4 separate regions of the Mus musculus genome follow, and all the other regions are linked to region 3. Evidence: chromatin contacts called from public ChIA-PET and Hi-C data. All regions are on one chromosome and are shown on one strand. Each heading gives the region's core, a stretch centred on a gene start, on an enhancer-like site or on the middle of the called end of the contact. The rest is flanking DNA. Distances are from core to core; before and after follow the strand shown. Region 1 holds the start of Uhrf1bp1 (UHRF1 (ICBP90) binding protein 1). Region 2 overlaps Ilrun (inflammation and lipid regulator with UBA-like and NBR1-like domains). Region 3 overlaps Anks1 (ankyrin repeat and SAM domain containing 1). Region 4 overlaps Ilrun (inflammation and lipid regulator with UBA-like and NBR1-like domains).

The links. Hi-C and Micro-C count contacts between places; a contact is called where the count stands out from the background. ChIA-PET counts read pairs in DNA pulled down with a chosen protein or histone mark.
Region 1: a contact with region 3 is called in an RNA polymerase II ChIA-PET map of memory CD8 T cells, with 36 read pairs. The contact joins the promoter of Uhrf1bp1 here to the enhancer-like site in region 3. A contact is called at or near these places in 1 of 484 Hi-C or Micro-C datasets (CD8 T cells), 13 of 115 datasets of contacts at active chromatin or transcription factors (the 230-238 cell line, the HPC-7 cell line, bone marrow-derived macrophages and 6 more) and 2 of 9 other capture datasets (adipose tissue and pancreatic islet).
Region 2: a Hi-C map of liver shows a contact between it and region 3, with 1.5 times the contacts expected there. The contact joins two enhancer-like sites. A contact is called at or near these places in 1 of 484 Hi-C or Micro-C datasets (liver), 1 of 115 datasets of contacts at active chromatin or transcription factors (memory CD8 T cells) and 1 of 9 other capture datasets (pancreatic islet).
Region 4: an RNA polymerase II ChIA-PET map of memory CD8 T cells shows a contact between it and region 3, with 18 read pairs. The contact joins two enhancer-like sites. A contact is called at or near these places in 1 of 39 promoter capture datasets (stem cell-derived epiblast-like cells), 2 of 115 datasets of contacts at active chromatin or transcription factors (memory CD8 T cells and pancreatic cancer cells) and 1 of 9 other capture datasets (pancreatic islet).

The regions. Positions count from the first base shown.
Region 1 is chr17:27,854,883-27,857,799 of GRCm38.p6, reverse strand. It overlaps Uhrf1bp1 (UHRF1 (ICBP90) binding protein 1), which reads right to left and starts at 1,293. Exons shown (of 21, transcript NM_001080769.1): 1 at 1,006-1,293. The coding sequence starts at 1,049.
Region 2 is chr17:27,796,470-27,799,370 of GRCm38.p6, reverse strand. All of the region lies in intron 1 of Ilrun (inflammation and lipid regulator with UBA-like and NBR1-like domains), which reads left to right. Among named protein-coding and RNA genes, the nearest start is that of Ilrun, 23 kb to the left of the region's middle. Within about 2 kb of position 1,645, at least 164 of the 459 cell types and tissues checked have an H3K27ac peak or open chromatin away from gene starts, as enhancers often do. A contact at or near this core is called in liver, where this site is marked.
Region 3 is chr17:28,012,193-28,014,981 of GRCm38.p6, reverse strand. All of the region lies in intron 12 of Anks1 (ankyrin repeat and SAM domain containing 1), which reads right to left. Among named protein-coding and RNA genes, the nearest start is that of Gm35290, 6.3 kb to the right of the region's middle. Within about 2 kb of position 1,526, at least 181 of the 459 cell types and tissues checked have an H3K27ac peak or open chromatin away from gene starts, as enhancers often do. A contact at or near this core is called in CD8 T cells, the HPC-7 cell line, adipose tissue and 5 more, where this site is marked.
Region 4 is chr17:27,776,579-27,779,598 of GRCm38.p6, reverse strand. The region is part of intron 3 of Ilrun (inflammation and lipid regulator with UBA-like and NBR1-like domains); the gene reads left to right. Among named protein-coding and RNA genes, the nearest start is that of Ilrun, 42 kb to the left of the region's middle. Within about 2 kb of position 1,623, at least 55 of the 459 cell types and tissues checked have an H3K27ac peak or open chromatin away from gene starts, as enhancers often do. A contact at or near this core is called in memory CD8 T cells, where this site is marked.

The DNA of each region.
Region 1 (2,917 bases), core at 44-2,543, 160 kb after region 3:
AACAAGGTATCTGAATCTAGCTAATAAATGTCTAAGATCACATAAGCCAATGTCAGCCAGGCAACGGGGGACACCACGTCAGGGACAGAGGCTCACACAAGCCCTGGTGTTCCATGTTGACTGGCAACACTCACACACACCTCTTGAAAACCACTAGTCACTGTGCTGCCAAACTCTGGATCACTAGAGCCTCTGAGACAACCTAAATTAACAACCATCACCAAGCTAGAATAAGCAGCGAAAACCAACTGCAAAGCTAGCTCCCAATTTTCGCAGCCACCCATTCTAACAAGCTGCATCATCACGCAGAGACCAGGAGTCCTTCAGATATAGCTGAAAAGTGTCTTGCCAGCTAACCCGTCATGCCCCAAATACAGAGCGACAGGACAGCTTAACAGGAGGCCACAAAGCACAAGTGGACACTGGCTGTCAAACAAACCTCCATGGCATCTTAAAGGGAAGGCTGCTGAAACTTTATCCCCCACCTCCGCTGACCTTTCTCCAATCCGTCTGTGTACGGAGAAGAAAGCGGACCCAGAAAGGAGGGAGGTCCGAAAGGACGACCAGCCTCGGGTGAAGGGTTTATATCTTTTCAAGAGTGATGCAACAGGGTCAGACAGAAGAGGAGGAGCTCGCCTCACAGAAGGAGAAAGCCGGCGTCGGCGCTGCAATCGAAGGGGACCTGGGTAATCCAGCACGGAGCGGCAAAGCCAGAAATGAACCGGCGCTGGGCGGCTCGGCAGGCGGGAAGAGGCCTCCAGGGCTGGCCTGCCAGGTTCCGTGCGGGTCTGGAAGGTACGGCCAGGAAAGGGCTGGGTGACCCGCGCCGAGGAAGGAGGCGGCGACGGGGGTGGGGAGGAAGGTGGCCCGGGCGAGGGAGTAATGCAGCGCCGACAACGGCCCGCAAGAGTTGAATCGCGCCTGCAGGGAGCCGCTCGCCCAGAGCGGCCGGAGGGAGGTCGGAGGGCTCGGAAAAGGACCGAGTACGCGGGGTGGCGCTCTCACCGGGACAGATGCTTCAAGATCTGCTTCTTAATGATCCCGGCCATGCTGCAGCCCGGGCCCGCGTGGAATGCAGGCAGACGGGCAGCCGTGGCCTCCTCAGTTGTGGAAAAGAGGCGTCCTCTCACCTCGCCGCGGCGCGGGCACCGGCTGCCGTAGCCACAGTGGCCGCCATGGCTCTCTGTCGCCCCTAACTCAGCGCCAGGAGTTCCGCCGCGTTCCCACCCGCCCGTGCGGCGCCGCAGGATCCCGCGGAGCAGAACCCAGACCGCACGCCACCCTCCGGGATCCCCGTGGCGAGAGCGCACGGCGAGGGGCGGGGACGCGCGCGGCGGCACAGGCGCAAGGGATGAGGGGCGGGGCGGCGGGAGCTCAGAGGCATAGGGGGCGGGGCAACTGCGCGGGGCGGGGCTTACACGCTCAGAGGCGGGGCTCACTCTTCCAGAAGGTAGATGGTGGCATTCGCCTTTACTCCGAACTCTCCAGAGCCAGAGGCAAGCAAATATAGGACCTTGAGACCAACCCTGTCTACATGGGGACTACCAAGACAGGGTTACATTAAGAGACCTTGTCTCTTCTGAGTTCGAGGCCAGCCTGGTCTACAAAGTGAGTTCCATGACAGCCAGGGCTATACAGAGAAACGCTGTCTCGAAAAACCACAAAAAAAAAAAAAGACCCAAGAAATCTAACCTTTAATGCTTCCAGTTTCAAGAAAAATATCTGCAGTTATTAAGCTGCTAAATACATAAGGCCTCCGTGATAAAGTGCTCGCCAAGCCTTGGGCCACTCCATTAAACACAGATGGAGGCTCCTTCCACTCTTCACTGTATCCAGGAGATACTCAGATACCATCTGACCAAAGCTACAAAACTGGGGCAAGGGCTGAATCCTGTTTCCATGCATGACAATGGCTCAGTGCAGGATCTCATTTCCCAATGCACCATTCTGACAAACTGCTGAGGTCAAAACGCCGAACAACCACAGCAAACCTAACCAACATACTTTGCTTAAAGCCCCCTTTAGGAAATTTAAATGTCTATTGATCATTAGTACATGACTCAATATACTTAACTGCCTTTTGAAAAGGGAGCAATGGAAATGAGAGCCAATGTCTTTAATTCTCGCTATTTCGTGTGGTTTTGCTTTCTTGGTAAGTTTGGCGGGAGTAGGAATTAATTACATCAAGCAAATGAGGTAAGTACTCCACTCAGACGCACCGCCCCCCAAAGACGGAGTGTTTTTATTTATCTGTGCATTCCTATGTGAGTGTGAATGTCATGTGCCCACAGAGACCAGAAGCTGTCAGATTCTTTGGCACTGGAGTTACAAGTAGTTGTGAGCCACTTGGTGTGGGTGCTGAGCACTGCACCTAAGCCCTCTAGAGCAGCACTTAGCAGGGAGCCATCTCTCCAGTCCCCAGGTCTTTTAAGTTTACTCTTGGAGCCCAGCGTGGTGGCGCAAGCCTTTAATCCCAGCACTCTGGAGGCAAAGGCAGGCGGATTTCTGAGTTTGAGGCCAGCCTGGTCTACAAAGTGAGTTCCAGGACAGCCAGGGCTACAAAGAGAACCCCTGTCTCGAAAAACCACCAAAAAAAAGTTTACTCTTGGTTGAGATTGAGACAAGGTATCCAGATATAGCCCTAGATGGCCCAGGGATTGCTATGTAGATAGACCAGGATGTGGCCAAAGTGGCAGCCATCCTCCTGTCTCTGCCTCCTGAGCGCCAAAAAATGTGGCTGTTCACACCACACCTGGCTATACTGTTTTAGTCACTGCAACTAACATTCATTGAGCTTTCACAAGCTGTCGTAAGTTCCTTCTGAAACTTTATTCATAACTAGCAATGTTTCCAGATTGAGATTTAATTTTAATTTTAAACACTGAGACAAAAAACATGGCACAAGCCTTTAGTCCCC
Region 2 (2,901 bases), core at 396-2,895, 220 kb after region 3:
TTTAACTCTGTAGATTTTTCTCTCTTTTCTTTTCCATCCCTGCCCTCTGCATTTACTGTGTGCATGTGTGTGACTACATAGTAGCCACAGCTCATGTGGCAGTCAAAGGAGTGCTTGTCAGGAGGCAGGCAGGCCTCTCCTTCTGTTAGTCAGGTTGTAGTGGCTAGCACATTGTCAGGCCTGGCACCAAATGCCTTTACCTAGTGAGCCATCTTACCAATCCCCTTCATATCCTCTCTGCTTTTGGGGGACTGGTGTCTCATATTGTAGCTCAGTCTAGTAACCTAGAACTTACTGTGTAGCCCAGGCTGGCCCCAAACTCCTGACAGTCCCCCTACCATAGCCTTTTGAGTACTGCGACTACAGACATCAACTCCCATGTCTGACTAGATGTTTCCTTTTGCTTTAGTTGATCTAAATTTCCCTGTACCTGAGAGCAGGCAGGGTCTCATGTGGCCCTGGTTAATAATCTTGAACTCGATATGTAACAGAGGCTGGCCTTTTAAAACTCCTGCTCCTTCTGTCTCTGCTTCTCGTGTATTGAGCTTACAGACATGCAGCACAATGCCCAGCTTGTAGTTTCAGTTCTTATGTTTTCTAATGTGTATGGGTATTTTGCCTGAATCTGTGTAGTAAAACACACACACACACACACACACACACACACACACACACACAGAGACACAGAGTGTGTTAGCTACAAAGTGGGTGCTTGGTATTGAACCAGGATCCTCTGAAGGAGCAGCAAGTGCTCTTCACCACTGAGCCGTGTCTCCAGCCCTGTGTGTGAGTAACAGTGCTTGCTCCCAAGCCTGAGGACTGGAGTTCATTATCCGTAGTCACATGGTGTTGGGGAGAACTAGGTCTAACAAGGTGTCCTCTCATCTTCACGTTGTTCCGGCAGCGGTACATTCATGCGTTCATGTAAACACACACTTAGTTTTTCAAAGTTCATACAGCATTTTCAATTGTAACTTTTTTTGGGTGAGTGGGGTGTACAATCTTGCTATTGTAGCCCAGGCTGGCCTTGAACTTGTGATAGTCCTCTTGCCCCTACCTTCCTGGTACTGAGTTCCAGCACTTGGGACTCAGGCAACTGGGTCTCTGAGTTCAAGGCCAAACTAGTCTATTTATCTGAGCTCCAGGACAGCCAGAGCTACATAATGAGACTCTTGTCTGGAAAAAAAATGTCTGTGGTAGTGACAGAGTATTTCAGTCATCCCATGGTACAGTTCCCAGACAGGAACAGTCCTATGGTATCCCACCCTCCCCACTGCCCATCCATCCTTTGTCAGAAGATTTTTTGAGACAGAGTTTCTCTTTCTAACAATCCTGGCTGTCCTAAAACTTTGTAGATCAGGCTGGCCTCATACTCAGAGATCCACTGATTCTGCCTCTGGAAGGAGGGGAATAAAGGCGTGTGCCATCAAAGCCTACATCTTCAGAATATTTTTGACTGAACTTATATTGAAGACTGTTTCAGCCTAGAAGCTCTGAGGAAGACTGGGGCAGAGGCTTTCTTGCAGGCAGTGTTCTTTCTTCCTGGTGACCAGCAGCAGAATGTGTGTTTGGAGACAGGCGTGTACATGCTGGCACTGAGTGGGAGCTGATTGAGCTAGTCTTGCTCTTGCTGGCCCAGGATCTGCAATAATCTGACTGGAGCCTGAGGAGGCGTGCCCAGCCGTGTCTGATGGCTGCAGGCGGCTCTCTGCCTTGTGTCTAGGAAGTGATTTGCTCGGCCACCTCCCTTTGTTCCAGGTCACTCATTTGAAGTTTCGGCTTTACGAGGCCCTTGGTCTTTTCTGGCTGAGTTCTGCACCAAGCAGGTGTGGGTGAGGAATTGCTTTGGCTGTGGGATGAACTGGGGATGTGGAGGGGCTTGAGGAAGGGAGCGTGGCTCTTGTTAGTGTGCCGTCTCCGGTGCTCAGGGAGGCTGACCTGGCGACACACCCACAGATAACACAGGACACAATTTGCTGGGAGAATTGCCAATTCTCTTGAATGTGCAAGAGTTTGTCCCTACTAGCAGAGGACCCTGCAAGAGACCAAGGCAGAAAGTAGTCTTTATTCTAAAAATGGACACAACTTTTACTAAATGTTTTCAAATGAGCAAATTGAAAGTATTTTCTCTAGCTTGCTCTTTAGTCCTTAAGGGTAGGGCTGATGGCTGACGTGCCTTGGAGTCTGTTTGTGGGCCGCCTTAGGTTTACCAGGCGCTATGTATGTATGGTTTTGATCATTGTTATCTCCAAAGGGAACTGCTGAAAAGACTGAAGTCCAAGCCTTTGTATGCAGCAGGGAGTGAGCAGGTGCAGCTTGGCTACTGGCCCAGCTCTGCTCCATGTAAATTTCATCAAGCACATGGGACAGGCAGGCAGCTGGTGTCGTAATCCAGTCCTCACTGATTAGTGTGACGAACCACCATTACATGATCCTTGCTCTAAGTATAGCCTGCCTTTCTGGCAGCTGCAAACACCTGGAGAAGCAGGCACAGAGGTTCTAGCCAGAAAGTGTCGACTGCTCCTGGTGTACACATTGCAGTCACAGAGGTCCTAGCCAGAAAGTGTCGACTGCTCCTGGTGTACACATTGCTGTGTCTGTGCTTGGCTTCATGGCGCATGGTTGCCTTTGCCGAGAAGCATGCAGATTGAGAGCTGGTGGTGAGCTTACTGATGAAAGACCAGAAGAACATCCCATAATATCATCACCAGAAGAGCCTTTGATCCCCAACATATTTATTTAAACAGCCTCTGTGGCCTATGGTTTCAGGCACTGGAGCTGTGAACCAGCCCTGGCGAGATGCTGTTGTTCGGAGGACTCTGGATTGTGTGCATGGCTCCTTAGGAGCAGCTAATCAAATGGAGAAAGAAGTTACAAATGGCAATTTGCTTTCTTCCTTTG
Region 3 (2,789 bases), core at 277-2,776:
CGATGCTATTTTCCCTACGGCACCTACAGCAGTGCCTGAGACACAGCAGGCACTCAACAAAGCAGCCTGATGAATAACTGCACAGAGAAAAAAAATAAACACACAGAAAAGAAGAGAGACTCCTACTGTGTCTCAGATACAAATGCTTAGAAGCATACAAACCCTTTTTGCCCACAGTCTGTCAGTGCCATGACTATGAAACTCGAGCCAGGCTGTGTAAGAATGTCCTAGAAAGCGAAAGCTGGCCGTGGTGGTGCACCCCTCTAACTCTGCTGCTGCATCTGAGGCCAGTCTGTGCTGCATAGGGAAACCTTCAGGTACCCCCTCCCCCAATTCAGAGAATATGTTTCCATGACTCTCAGCTCTGGGATAAAGAGCACATTTTTATCAGCTACACATTAACTTTCACTACCTGTCATGCATCACCAAAGCTTTTTTTTTTTTCTTTTTTTTTTAAATGTTGGGGAGCTGGAGCAATGGCTCAGAGGTCAAGAACACTGACTGCACTGCTCGTTCAGAAGACCAGGAGACCTGGGTTCAATCCCCAGTTCCTAAGTGTTGGTTGACAATCTGTAACTCTAATTCAGGGGATCTGATGACCTCTTTAGGACGCCATGGGCATGAGGCATGCATTCAGTACACACATACATGCAGAAAACATCCATACACATACATCTCAAAAACCAAAATAAACCAAAACATGGTGGTGCAGATCTTTAACCCCAGGATTTGGGAGGCAGGGCAGTGGATCTTGGTGAGTTTGATGCCACCTTGGTCTATGTGTTGATTTCTAGGACAACTACATAGTGAGGTGCATGCCTTAGTGCTCATGTTTGTTCATGTAGTAGTGTCATTCTCTCTCTCTCTCCCCCCTCTCTCTCCCTCCCTCCCTCCCTCCCTCCCTCTCTCTCTCATGCATACACACGCACACACACACAGCTGGCAAATACAGCACCACAGAATCTGCCCCGTTGTGTGTGCTGTACCCACTGGGCTCACTGGCCCCTTGCTTGCTGTGAGGACAGCAGGGAAGCCGGGCTGGGGGCAGGAGGAGACGCCTGCAGCTCAAGGAAGCCCAACGGTGCGGGGTCCAGCTCTCTGCTTCCCCGGCATGCTGCCATGATAGCCCAGGAAGGCAGCAGGAGGCTGACTGGTCTGACCACAGACTGAGGAGCCAGGACTTACAAGTTGCAGGTAAATGGCAGATACTGAGAGCCCCTGGATCTGACACAAAGCCCGGAAGGCAGAGCTGCCAGGACAATGCTTCAAACCTAAAACCAATGGAAACTCAGAGGGTAAGGCTTCTACTCCAGTGTGAGCCAGGAAGCAACTTAAATAGACATTCCAAGCTCCGAGCTGTCCCCAGAGGTGGGAGAGCCACATTCTTGTTTAGAGTGGGAGTGCCCAGGATCAAGCACGCCAGTGTACATACCAAGGGACAATGCACACTGCAGATCGTGGCAAGCTGAGGGTTCCGGGTAAAGGGCAGACCTCCTTGTCTGCACCCACCTCTAGGTGGCGAGGGAAGCCAATGCCTCTGTGGAGCTGCACCAATCACCTCTCTTCTTGATGACGTCATGCTGGCTCTAAGGAGCAGTGCGGGGAAGGGGAAGCTCAGGGCTTGGCCTGACAGGGTGCTCTGCCTGCCGCCTCTTCCCCTCTCAGGAAGGGGCTCAGCCGAGGGTCCCTCAGCCACCATTTGAGACTGAGAGCACGGCACTCTCCACGTGGACATTGCTGAGCAAGTGTGGAGCTGAGCACGCATACAGAGCACATCACTGCTTTCCACCATCTCCCACTTCTTTAATATTTATGAAAGCTGATTACAAAACACAAATTTATCACTTAAGCCTTCAGCCAAGTGTTTCCTGGCTTGCGTGTTTTTGCTAAGTAGACAGGCAGCCTTCTGTGGTTTTCTCTTCCATAATCTCCAATCCCATTCAAAAGTAGGCACGTGGGGGAACTAGCTGACCTCACAGACTTCTGTACCTCGAACCACAACCTGACCAGGCAGTTATTTTTGTTCTTACAGTCAGCCTCCACATCTGAGTTTCAAGCAATTGTGAAACACAGTGAAAAGTTAGGGAAAGCAAACACACCACCAAGCACCCGGGAAGCAAGCAGGCGGATCTGAGTTTGAGGCCAGCCTGGTCTACAGAGTCAATTCCAGGACAGCCAAGGCTACACAGTGAGAGCCTGTGTTGAAAAACAGGAAAATAAACTAACAAAACAGCTGACACCCATGGTCTACATGTACCGCCTGTTCTCACTGTCTACACCACAGAGTCAAATGGCTTCATTAGGCACCTAGTACTCCAGAGACACCGTGAAGCATGCAGGAGTGCCTGAAGAGGTTGTCAGCGGCTCCACCATCTTGTGCAAGAGGCTTTAGTATCCTTGGGTCTTGCTTGGCATGGGAGGCTTGGTTTACAGACACTGTGGTGTACAAAGCATTTAGTTCTGGCATCCATCGCTTTTGCTGCTGCATGCATGACTGTGTGCAGGAGACAGGCTGGGGGCTATCTAAGGAGACTGAGGTATGGAGCCCATCACTGAAACTGCTGCTTTGGCAGGACAGAGCCCTGGAGCCTTTCCTGTGGCTGGAGGTGGGAAAAGCTTTTCTGCTCCCCACCCCTACCCCAGCACACAGAACACCCAAGTATTGCCAGCAAAGGGGAGTTTGCTAGAACATCTTCTCTGCTCCAGCACAAAGCATCACATTTGCTTAGGGGTGACACAAATGAGGTCCCTGCTTGAGGAAGATCTCACACTTGACTGAAGAAGACTCG
Region 4 (3,020 bases), core at 374-2,873, 240 kb after region 3:
TTTAAAATGTTTAGTAAGGGCTGGTGAGATGCCCTGTAAATAAGGTCTTTATTACCAAGCCTGACAGCCTGGGTCCCAGCTCTGGGCTTCCTCAATGGGAAGAGAACCCAGCCCTACAGGTGGTCTGTCCTCTGACCTTCGAAAGCAGGCGGTGGATGAACACACCCACATAGAAACAGTAAGTGAAGTTAAAATGAGTTTAAAACATGCATAAATGATGCGATATGGTTCTTTTGGCATAGTGCCATGTCACTGTGCGGCTGGTCAATGGCGCGCACTGTAGGGCAGACCCACTCCTAGTACACTGTACCAGTTTCTATGGTGGAGGGCAGCACTGGGAGTTTATTTTCCACTTGGTGCAAGGCACAGCTGTGGGGTCAGGACAGCTCAGTGTGGTGATGTGGTAAGGAAGGAAGAACTCCTAGCTTCTGCTGGTATCTTGCTTGCTGCAGCCTGCTTAGGTTACAGGGTGGGGCAGGCTCCCATCTTCCTCCATAGGAGCCGGGACTGTGGCTGTGCCAGGTCAGGATGGGACCCTGGGATTGATCTGGCTGGGCTGGCTGCTTCCTAGTAGTTTCAGAAGCCAGTGGAGATCAACTTTGTGGCCCCGGGTGAGAAAATGGACTTCTCAAAGTAGGTCCGGTCCGTTGCCTAGGGTGAGCCTTAGGGAGACCTGAGTGGTGGAGCCTAGTACCCACAGAGCACTTAGTGCCTCCACAGGAGCTGTAACTAGATAAGGAGTCCAAGCAGCATGGAGAAGGGATGGCTGCCAAGCCTCAAGCCCTTTGGGCTGTAGTGTGGTCAGGGCTTAGAGTGAGAGCGAGCCTGTCACAGGAAAGACCCTAGAAAGTCCCTCCCTTCTCAACAGATCCTCCTGCCTGTGTCAATTATTGTTTCGTTGTTTTAGGTGGGGTGGTTATTGTTGTAGTTATGTTTTGAGATAGGGTCTCTTCATGTGTCTGTCTGGCTTAGAACTCAATATGTAGCCTAAGCTGACCTCAAACTCACACAGATTTACCTGCCTCTAAGGGCTGCATTAAAAGTGTGTGCCACCATGCCTAGCTGTTCCAGTTTTTGACCTCGGCCTGGCTGGCTGGCTGGCTGGCTCTGCAGGTAAAGGTGCTTCCACTAGCCACCAAGCTGGAGCGCCTGATTGAACCCACAGGACTCACATGGTGGGAGGAGAGGTCTACTCCCGTTACTGAAACGACAAGACAGTTAAAAGAAAATGCTAGTATTAATAGAAAACCTTAATACCTCCTCTACAGAACCTGCAGGTTACACAACCACAGCAGTGTGTCTGAGCCTGGGGTTTCTCTGTTGCCATTTGTGTTCCTGACTGCAGAGCGACTCTGGGACTTGTCAGCTGAGTGTCAGCTACTGTTTCTTCCTGCTGTCCCTGCAGCCCGTGGATCTGGTGGCACATCCCCATTCCATCACTGCTGTGGGTCCCTTTCTTCTAATGCTCTCCTGGTAGAGAAGCTGTGTTGTCAGTGGTGTCCGCCTTTCAGAGGGTCATCTGTTGCCTGGAACTTGACTGTGAGTCAGTCAGGGTTGACTTTGAGTACTGACCCTCCCTCCGCTGTGCTTGGACGATAAGGGTGTGGCCAGCGTGGTTCCTGTATTTACACTCCTTCAGCTGGGAGCTTATTACATCTTGATCCACACTCATGAAGCAGAGAGAGAGGAAGGAGGGAGCATGCCAATGCCCCTCCCCCCCCCCCCCCCACACACACACACACACACGGATCATAGAACAAGTGCACTGGGAATTAGTGTTTTGAAACCTCAAATTTCCACCCAACCCGTGACATACTTCCTCCAGCAAGGCCACACTCCTGATGCTGCTCCCATGCTTCCAGCAGCTGGGGACCAGGTATTCAGATAATGAGCCCATGGGAGTGGTGCTCATTCAAGTATTATATTAATATAGTGTTAGTATATAAAAGTAACTTTTATTTGCCTGAAGTAATTGTCTCAGAGGCTTACTGCCTCCATCTGCTAATTTCAGTTTAGTCCTGGAAGCTTAGCCTCAGTACAATCTACTCTAGGCCTAGATGTTTTCAGCCTCTGAGACTTACTCCTGAATAAGCTCACCCTTTCTAGATCTTTCTGAACTTTGACTGGCTGCATTCAACTCAGCTGTTCTGACCCAAAGCAACTCTACAGGTTAACTAATTCAAGCTAGCTTCTTTCAGCTTCTCACTGAATTGCTCTGTTTGGTCTCATACTAACTTTGGTAATCTGTTCTAATCTTCTGGCTCCTTCCCATTCTCTAGCTCATTCTGTTTTCACCTGTGTCTAGCTTGTTCTCTCTCTGCACCATCTCTGCATAACTGTCCCAGTAAAACTGCCTCCTCTCTGAACTGTTGGATCTTATGTAGCCTCTCTCTCCTCTTCTGTTTTCGTGAGAGTTGGGCATATCCTATTCTGTCAAATCTTTCTCTAAATCATCACTTTGTCTGCCACACAATGAGACACCACTTTCAAACACAGGTGCTTTCTTCTACAAAGTGACTTTATCTTCCTTGTTTGGGAGGAAGGGTGTGTACTAAGGGCTAGGCCATACCACAACAGATAGGTTTTTGCAGTAAATAACACAGTCAGGGTTTATGGTGTGATCAGATACCCTGCATCAGTAGTAGTTTTTCCTTTTTGGCAGTGAGAGGGATATTGATACAAAAGCTTATTTAGCCCAGGCTGGCCTTGAACTCACCAAGTAGCTAAGGATGGCAGTGAACTCCTGATCCTCCCATGGGTATATGTCACCACATCAGGGTGGTCTTTTTGGAAGTAAGGGCACTAAGTGAGCTGAAGACAGGATTCAGTGTGTTTGGTACATCACAGTCTTATATAGCGGTTTTATTCCTTACCCCTTGGCACCGAAACCATAGACCCTGCTTGTTCAGCACTGCGGTCTTCATCCCTGCAGCCCCTGAAGCTACAAATGTGTTTCCCTGTCTCTGTGGGCACTCGTCCTGGAATGTCAAAGTATAAAAACTATTACTAAACTACCTTAA